Linked DNA regions of Danio rerio: region 1 is linked to region 2. Evidence: chromatin contacts called from public Hi-C data. All regions are on one chromosome and are shown on one strand. The core of a region is the stretch at or near the end of the contact, and the rest is flanking DNA. Distances in the headings are between cores, read along the strand shown.

The links. Hi-C and Micro-C count contacts between places; a contact is called where the count stands out from the background.
Region 1: a contact with region 2 is called in a Hi-C map of an unstated tissue, with 2.0 times the contacts expected there. The contact joins the enhancer-like site here to the promoter of nedd9 in region 2. A contact is called at or near these places in 3 of 18 Hi-C or Micro-C datasets (caudal fin, hematopoietic stem cells and an unstated tissue) and 1 of 4 datasets of contacts at active chromatin or transcription factors (caudal fin).

What each region holds. Positions count from the first base shown.
Region 1 is chr19:4,110,363-4,114,749 of GRCz12tu, reverse strand. The region is part of intron 2 of nedd9 (neural precursor cell expressed, developmentally down-regulated 9); the gene reads right to left. Among named protein-coding and RNA genes, the nearest start is that of smim13, 32 kb to the left of the region's middle. Within about 2 kb of position 1,844, at least 11 of the 62 cell types and tissues checked have an H3K27ac peak or open chromatin away from gene starts, as enhancers often do.
Region 2 is chr19:4,069,718-4,073,930 of GRCz12tu, reverse strand. nedd9 (neural precursor cell expressed, developmentally down-regulated 9) reads right to left here and starts at 2,727. Exons shown (of 7, transcript NM_001077282.1): 1 at 2,574-2,727. The coding sequence starts at 2,585. LOC137488460 (a long non-coding RNA gene) reads left to right here and starts at 2,858. Exons shown (of 3, transcript XR_011007497.2): 1 at 2,858-2,971.

The sequences.
Region 1 (4,387 bases), core at 595-3,094, 42 kb before region 2:
ACAACTGTATTTACATTAACTAACGTTTAATACCATGAATAAATACTGTAGTAAATGTATTATTCATTGTTTGTTCATGTTAGTAAATGCATTAATTAACATTAACTAATGAACCTAATTGTAAAGTGTGACCAAATAATATATGTATATTTACAGCGTCAACAAAATTATTGGCAATTATTAAATTAAATGAAATTAAAATTTCCAGTGATGTTTAACAGACATTTCACAGCATTTTCTATTAGATTTTTTTTCTTCTGGGCAAAGTCTTTTTATTATTTAAATTTGTCTGGAATTCTAAAATATTTTGAAATATGTAAAATTGCTCAGGTCAATTATTAGCCCTTTTAAGATTTTCGATTGGCTACTGTTGTCCAGTAACTTTCCTAATTAACTTGCCCTATTAACCTAATAGTCAAGCCTTTAATTTGCCATTTAGCCTGAATACCAAAGTATCTTGCAAAATAACTAGTTTTTTGGTTTAATTTCATTTTATATTTTTATTTAATAAACAGTAAATATCAGAATTCTTAGCCCCCCCCACCCCCCCCCCCCCCAAATTATTAGCCCCCCTGTTTATTTTTCCCCAATTTCTGTTTAACAGAGTTTTTTCAACACATTTCTAAACATAATAGTCTTAATAATTTATCTCTATTAACTGATTTATTTGATCTTTGCCATGATGACAATAAATAATATTTGACTAGATATTCTCCAAGACACTTCTATACAGCTTAAAGTGACATTTAAATGCTTAACTATGTTAATTAGCTTAACTAGGCAGGTTAGGGTAATTAGGCAGGTTACTGTATAATGATGGTTTGTTCTGTAGATTATCGAAAACAAATATAGCTTAAAGGGGCTAATAATTTTGTCCCTAAAATGGCTTTTAAAAAATTAAAAACTGCTTTCATTCTAGCCGAAATAAAACAAATAAGACTTTCTCCAGAAGAAAATATATTATCAGACATACTGCAAACATTTCCTGAATCTGTTAAACATCATTTGGGAAATATTAAAAAAAAATAATTTTAACTGTGTAACTTGACATAATATGAAACATTCTGTAAATGCAACAGCAAACAGAGACGCTATAATGGAGTGATCGTCTCATACAACTCCTCAGCTCAGAATATCAGTCTTTCTGCCCTCCTAAATTCCTAACATATCTTCAACTTCTGCCTTTTCTCTCCATCTTTTACGCTCCTCTTGTATGAAGCATCTCTGGAATGAACTCTCTGTTTTCTCTTCTTCAAAATCACACACACACATGCCATTGTCAACATATGAAAACACTCTTGGGTCACCGATGGCCCTTCAAAACAAGAACCATACGCACTGCATCCGGTCTGACTGACTCCAGATCTGCTCCAAAACCCCTTGTTCTGCCATATTGTCTACCACCAACTGTATATAGACAGTTGCTTCAATCAAATTTACTCCATAACAACTTCAAAAAAGTGTCTGCTAACCCTTCAGAAACGTCCTGCTTCAGTCTAGATATTGTAACATCTTCATCTTCATCCAATTCATCCTTTTTTTTTAGTGTAGAGGAGATTTGACCACCTTTAAAGAATGAACTGAGTGGTATTTTGAGTTGAGACGACAGAGACTTGCATTACATGTTGTTAAAAGGCTTGTAATATGTCCATTTTAGGAGGAAAACTAACACCAGAGAAAGCACGCATCGCTGTATCTTCCAGAAGCGAGACTGGAAACTCGATGGGAGTTGGGGAAAGCCACTATTTATTCTGTTTATTCAGGCTTTCCTAGGCGACTGGCGCTCATATAAAGCACTCATGGATGACACATGGAGCTCCAGAGATGGGAATGTCCAGATGTTTTTCATAAGCGGAGCGTCACACTCGTATTTTCACTCTGTGAGTTTAGGTGCACATCAATGACATTCCTGTCCATAAATCATCACGGAGGAACTCTAGGTTCAGCATAGTTCAGCAATTACCCACGTCGCCCTGCATGTTCCCATCAGTCTTAAATCACCTCCGATTCCCAGCAATCCTGAGAAAATGAAGGGAATAAATGGAGAACGGGACACTTCAGAGTCCTGATCAGTCTCACATTTCTCTGAAGATATGTACATGTTCCTCTTTAGCACAAAAGCCCTCTTATAGATATTAATATAAGTTATAATACAGTGTGTGTGTATGTATATGTATCTTGATAAATATACATACATGAATATGATAACAGACTGGATATTTTTCAAGACATTAGTATTCAACTTAAAGTGACATTTAAAGGCTTAATTAGGGTATTAGACAAGACATTTATGTTTTAAAATAAGCTTATCTTGCTTACCATAGCTGCATTTATTTAATAAAAAATACAGAACAAATTGTAAAATTGTGAAATGTTACTGCACTTTTAAAATGGTTGTTCAAAAGTAGTTTATAATTTAAATGATAATTTATTACAGTGATTTTACTCCAGTCTTCAGTCACAGGATCCTTCAGAAATCACTCTAATATGAATTATTATTATTAAAATTATTATTATTACTATAGTAATAAAAGCAGTAATGACTGTAATAATAATTTCATTTGAAAATCCATACAATAAGAAAGAAGTTATTTAAATAAATATTTTAATAAACTTAACTTTTTTACATGTAATAAATGCCGCCTTGATGAACAGAATAATTTTCTTAAAAAAAAAAAATAACGTGAAAAAAATAACTGACCCCAAATTTTTGACTGGTAGTGTATGCGTGTATAAATGTATTTTACATGTATGTTTATTCATTTTAATATTATAATACTTTATATTTAATACATGATCATTGTATTTAAAAATATATATTTTTTTGAAGATTTAACACATTTTTAAAAAAAATTTAAAATTACATATACATACATATATATATATATATATATATATATATATATATATATATATATATATATATATATATATATATATATATACTGATAATTGTTAGATTTCATATTTTGTGTAGATGTATAAATACATACAAATAAAAATATGATTGTTGTTTTATTGTGCTACCAATTTTTTTTTTTTATTAAATTTTTTTTTATATTTTACTGTTACTGTTGTCAATTCAAAATTACCATTCCATATACTACATGATATAATATTACAATGTTCAACATTTAAGGACACCCCTCACAAATCTCTTATTTAAATGAATGTTTTATAAAAGAAAATTTACAATATCATATTTGTGCATATACATGAGATTAGTCAGTACTGAAGCCAAACCTGGAGCTCATCTAACAAAACAAGTTACGATAATGGTCCAAAATTAGTAAGCACAAATTTATATGATAGAAAAAAATATTAAATAACATATTTTAAAAAGAAAGCAAAACTCAAGAGAAACAAAAAATAGATACAATTTTGTAAAAAATTAGTAGTTTTGTAATTTTTTTCTCAATATTTCGCATAAAATTAAATGTATTACCTTTCTATTTCTAAAGATGTTCAGTGACTAAAATGTTATTTTAATAAATATATACATTTGATAAATCTGTTTTGTTCAAATGGACCAAAATATATGATCTATATTTACTGAGAAATGGATAAAAATGTTCATTCAAAATGGATTGTTCTCAAATATGTTGAGCACTCTAAATATACAAATCCCTTCAGATATATCTAAATAAAATGCTTTATTGTTTTTGTCTAAAATATGTAAGAAATCTATCCCAAATCATGTTAGCTGCCACCTGGAGCTGCTGATGTAAAGCGTGTTGAATGTGGCGTAGTGTGAGGTGTGAGCTCTGACCTCTAGGTAAACACTCCGGTGACTCTTTCCCCAGATTCTCTTACAGCCTGACTGTGTGTGCGTGACTGAGACCGGATCGAATCTGAACCTGAGACCAGCATAATTGCTCAGGAGCCTCTTTTTTTTGTCCTTTGAGAATAAGTGCTGAAAAAGCAGCATGACGTCAAAGTGTGTTCTCTCCAACCTCGTTTTTCTCTATATGTGGCGTTTAGGCTAAAACTGTCCGAGCAAACCCAGTCATGTTTGACTAGTAAACAAAGCTGGAAAAAGGACAAGACAGTCTAGGGTTTGGCATCTCCCGATGATCTGCATTTAGTACAATGACATTTAAGTGCTTCTTTTTACTATGATAATTACTTAAAAAATCAATTACAGGACAGTCCTGAAAACATTTTTGACATAAAAAAACATAAAAAATTAGGCAAAAATGCAAATATATTTGATGTCAGCTGATTATCAAAATGACATCAAACTGACATCTAACATTAGCATCAAAAACATATCAAAAATCGTTTTACAGGACAGTCCTAAAATAATTAATTGACATGTTTTTGACCTCAACTTGACGTTGTTTTGACATCAAGGTAGTTTACAGTGATTGTAGATAACAAAATATTT
Region 2 (4,213 bases), core at 1,478-3,977:
AATAATAAAAAGTAAAAATTAATTCATTATTTAATTTTTAAAAATTAGTCAAAAAAAATAAGCATCAAAAGTAATTTTGAGTGCTCTTGTATAACACTCTTAATCATAGATCAACATTTTTAAATGCATTATTAAAACCAAATACATGCTTGTAAACATAAATTTAAACACAGATTAAGTTGAAAACTACAAAATTTAATTTGTTTGATTAAATTCAACCCATATAAATAATTTTGCAACAATTTTGCAAAAATCTTTTTTTTAGTGTACGTTTGTAGATTTGTTTCTTATATTCTATGCAAATGCACTGCCCTGCAGAATCATCCAAGTCAATCTAAAATGATGAATTCTATCCAAATAGTTATTCAAGTCATCTGATGAAATTGTATTCGCATTGCAATATATATTGCAGAATAAAAAAATATTGTGTAGCCCTAATACTGTAATGAATATGGTGTTCATTGTTTGATGATGTTAGTAAATACATTAACATTGACAACCTAATTGTAAAGTGTTACCGCCATCATTTACTAAAAGTCTTGAAAGTGTTAATGAAAAAAAAGTGATTGAATCATCTAAATGCATTAGTCCATTTATAGGACTGATTCAGTTCTTGAGTTCTTCATAGGAGGGAAATATTATCAACTCAAGAATGATAACAACAGCTTAAAAGGGGTAGTTCCCTCAAAAATGAACATTTACACACTGCTTACTCTCCATGGAGTGGTTTTAAACCTTTTATTCTCTTCTTTGAACTAAAGATGATATTCTGAAGAGAGCTGAAAACCTGTAACCATTGACTTTCAATGAAAAAAAATACTATAAAGGTAAATGGTTACAGGTTTTCAACATTTTCCAAAATATCTTCTTTTGTGTTGAATAGAAAAAGAAACACAAAGGACGACTAAATGATGACTGAATTTACATATATTTAATTTCTAAGTGAATGATTGCTTTATTAATGAATGTCGACAATAACAGACATGCTGTAAACATGTATAAAATATTCATTAATAAGTCCATTCATCATTTCCAAAACAAACCCTCTGAGGCACAACCACAGCAGTGTAAAGAGCAAACTTTACACAAATCAAACACGAACATGTACATAAAATCCCGGAGTGGTTTTATTTCCAGCCTCCACCAGGAACACTCAGTATAACAGCAACCCTGTTACCCTGAACAAAATGCGTGCTGTTTGCTTTAAAACGTCACATTACACAATCACAGGGAGGCTCGAATTGGAAAAGGGGCTGGAGACGGGGCTAATGAATGGCCCCATATATCGTCAAGTGGGCTCCGCGTAACCTGAGTTGAAAATGCTCAGTGTAAATCACATCATTTATTACAAGTCTCGCTACAATAGAGCTCAAAGAGTGCTTTTGTGGCACGGTCGTAATAAATGATGCGATCTGCACTTTGCTTTTGGGTCATACCAGTCATCCAATAAATGCATGGTTGGTTACACACACAAATTACTGCTGTTCAGAGCCGGAGCCAGCCGGTTGCCAAGTTAAGGAGTATTTAACTAGTGAAACAGTACTGCTTTTAAAAGGGCAAGATGCTTTCATCCCATTCTCTGCTGCCTTTCCTAATAATAAATAGCATGTCCGTTAATACTTCAATGTGTATACACCTTTATATATTGTGTGTGCTATTCATCTTTCTCAATAAAAGGTGCTCTTTCGTTTTAGTTACACAAAACCCTGTTAGAATGATGTACATGGTATCTATCTATCTATCTATCTATCTATCTATCTATCTATCTATCTATCTATCTATCTATCTATCTCAAGAGTTAAAAAACAGATGCTCCTTCATTTATATAGTCACACAAAACCCTCGTAAAATGATGTACATGTAATTTCTACATATTTGACATACTAGTAATCTACTACTAATACTGCTAATCTATCTATCTATCTATCTATCTATCTATCTATCTATCTATCTATCTATCTATCTATCTATCTATCTATCTATCTATCTATCACAACAGATTCAATATCAGATGCTCTTTCATTTTAAAAAGTCACACAAAACCCTCATTAAATGATGTACATGTAATTTCTACATATCTATCTATCTATCTATCTATCTATCTATCTATCTATCTATCTATCTATCTATCTATCTATCTATCTATCTATCTATCTATTTATATATCTATCTATCTATCTATTTATATATCTATCTATCTATCTATCTATCTATCTATCTATCTATCTATCTATCTATCTATTTATATATCTATCTATCTATCTATTTATATATCTATCTATCTATCTATCTATCTATCTATCTATCTATCTATCTATCTATCTATCTATCTATCTATCTATCTATCTATCTATCTATCTATCTATCTATCTATCCATCCATCACAACAGATTCAATAACAGATCCTCGTCTGCTAACGTTACAGTTCAATAACAGATGCTCTTTCTTTTAAAAGTCACACTAAACCCTGGTAGAATGACGTACATGTAATTTCTACCTATATAACACTAGTTAGCAGATGAGTTTGAAGTATAGTTTACGGAAATAGCGCTCATGAATGAAGAGCCACTTACTTTGTACTTCATCTTGCGCGTCCTCCGCTCTTTAATAACTCCAGTGAGAAGCAAAATCCGAGTTCAGGTCAGAATAAACTCTTCTTTTATCGTTCAAACGAGGCTAGACGCGCGTTTTGCTCATGTTTGCTGCGTCTCTTGGGGTCGGAGTGAATGATAACGGTGCGTGTGTTCAGGTTTAGAAGGTCTGTAGTAACTGTGAGCGGGAGGGAGCGCGCAAAAACACAGTACTCCGAACCTGCGAGAGCTCATTTGCATAAAGCAACGCTCATTGGTCAGCGGTTGCGGGGACGCGCTTCTCGTTACGTCACTTCAGTCCGAGGACCAGACGTTGCGGAATTTGGAGAGTAAACTTTTATTAATACGCCATAAAAGGCGGCGTCGACATGTCCTAGGAGGTAACGTAACGCAGTTGTGTATTAGTCACGATCTATAGTAGGCTATTAGCTCACTGCTCTATATAAAGTGCATACCGGGCACACAATGAACGATAACTAGAGATTATTAGTTTGTAAACCATTTTTTATTAACACTACATGTTATGACTCTTATTCAGCTCCTTGATATGTTTTTCAAAATTCCTTTAATCGTAAACGTACTATTTCAGAAAGGAGCATGAATGAAAATAAATATAGTTGTAATAATTAATTCCCATAACTTTCTGTCATGTTTTTATCTTTTTTTCATGATATTTCATGATCATTCTGCTAATTTCACTGTCTGAAGTGAGCATAAATACATTATATATTAGTACCAAACTTGTAGCCTATATTTAAACTTTAATCTTTAATAAATATGATTGTATTTTACTTGTAACTGAACTTTTTTGTAACTTTACTTGTTACTTAATAAATTAAGTAAAACCTACTCAGCTTTCTGATATTTTGCGACTGCTGTTCCCATCATGCACGGGGGCATCTAGCATTTTTCATAGTTTTTCAGCAGTAATTACAATGTTATTTCACTTAAAATTGCGCATCTATGTTCCAAAAATAAATTACTATATTAAAAAAATTATAATAATCCACTGTGATAGCTTTACTTAAAGATTATTTACTAGTTTTTGTCAGGGTATTTCCAGGTTTTTCATAGGTTTTAGAACTCGGTTGATTGCTTTGATTTGGATTATACATGACAGTCTTGAGAAATAGCTTTGTCTCAACTTTGGATGTAAGTTTGTAGCCTGTGGGTACCTTAATGTGGGATTTTGATCAATCTCTTTTAGTCCTTGATGTCAAACAGCTTCAACTAGTTTATTTGTCAAACATGTTTTTAAGCCTCTTATATCTGCATCACTGTAGGCTGGCATTTTCGAGAGTGGCAACTGTTACCACCATTACCACATGCACTAGAATAAGGGACTAGTCTTACATAAGCCTCGAGACGAAAGTTTAAATGTGGTTGGTTGGGATTGATGCAAGAATGTTGCTGGTTTATGTTTTCCTCCAATCCTTCTCAAATGCAATCACAGTCTTAAAACAAGCGGTGCTCCAAGATTTACCTCTCTGTTTCCACTGGATTGTTTAACTTCCCATTTAAAAGGATTTTGTTTAGTTGTTGCTGCTTCTAGGTTTGACTTGCCATTCGACAAACAAATTAAGTGTTGAAGAATGAATATCATCTGTTGTGGTTTCCTGTTC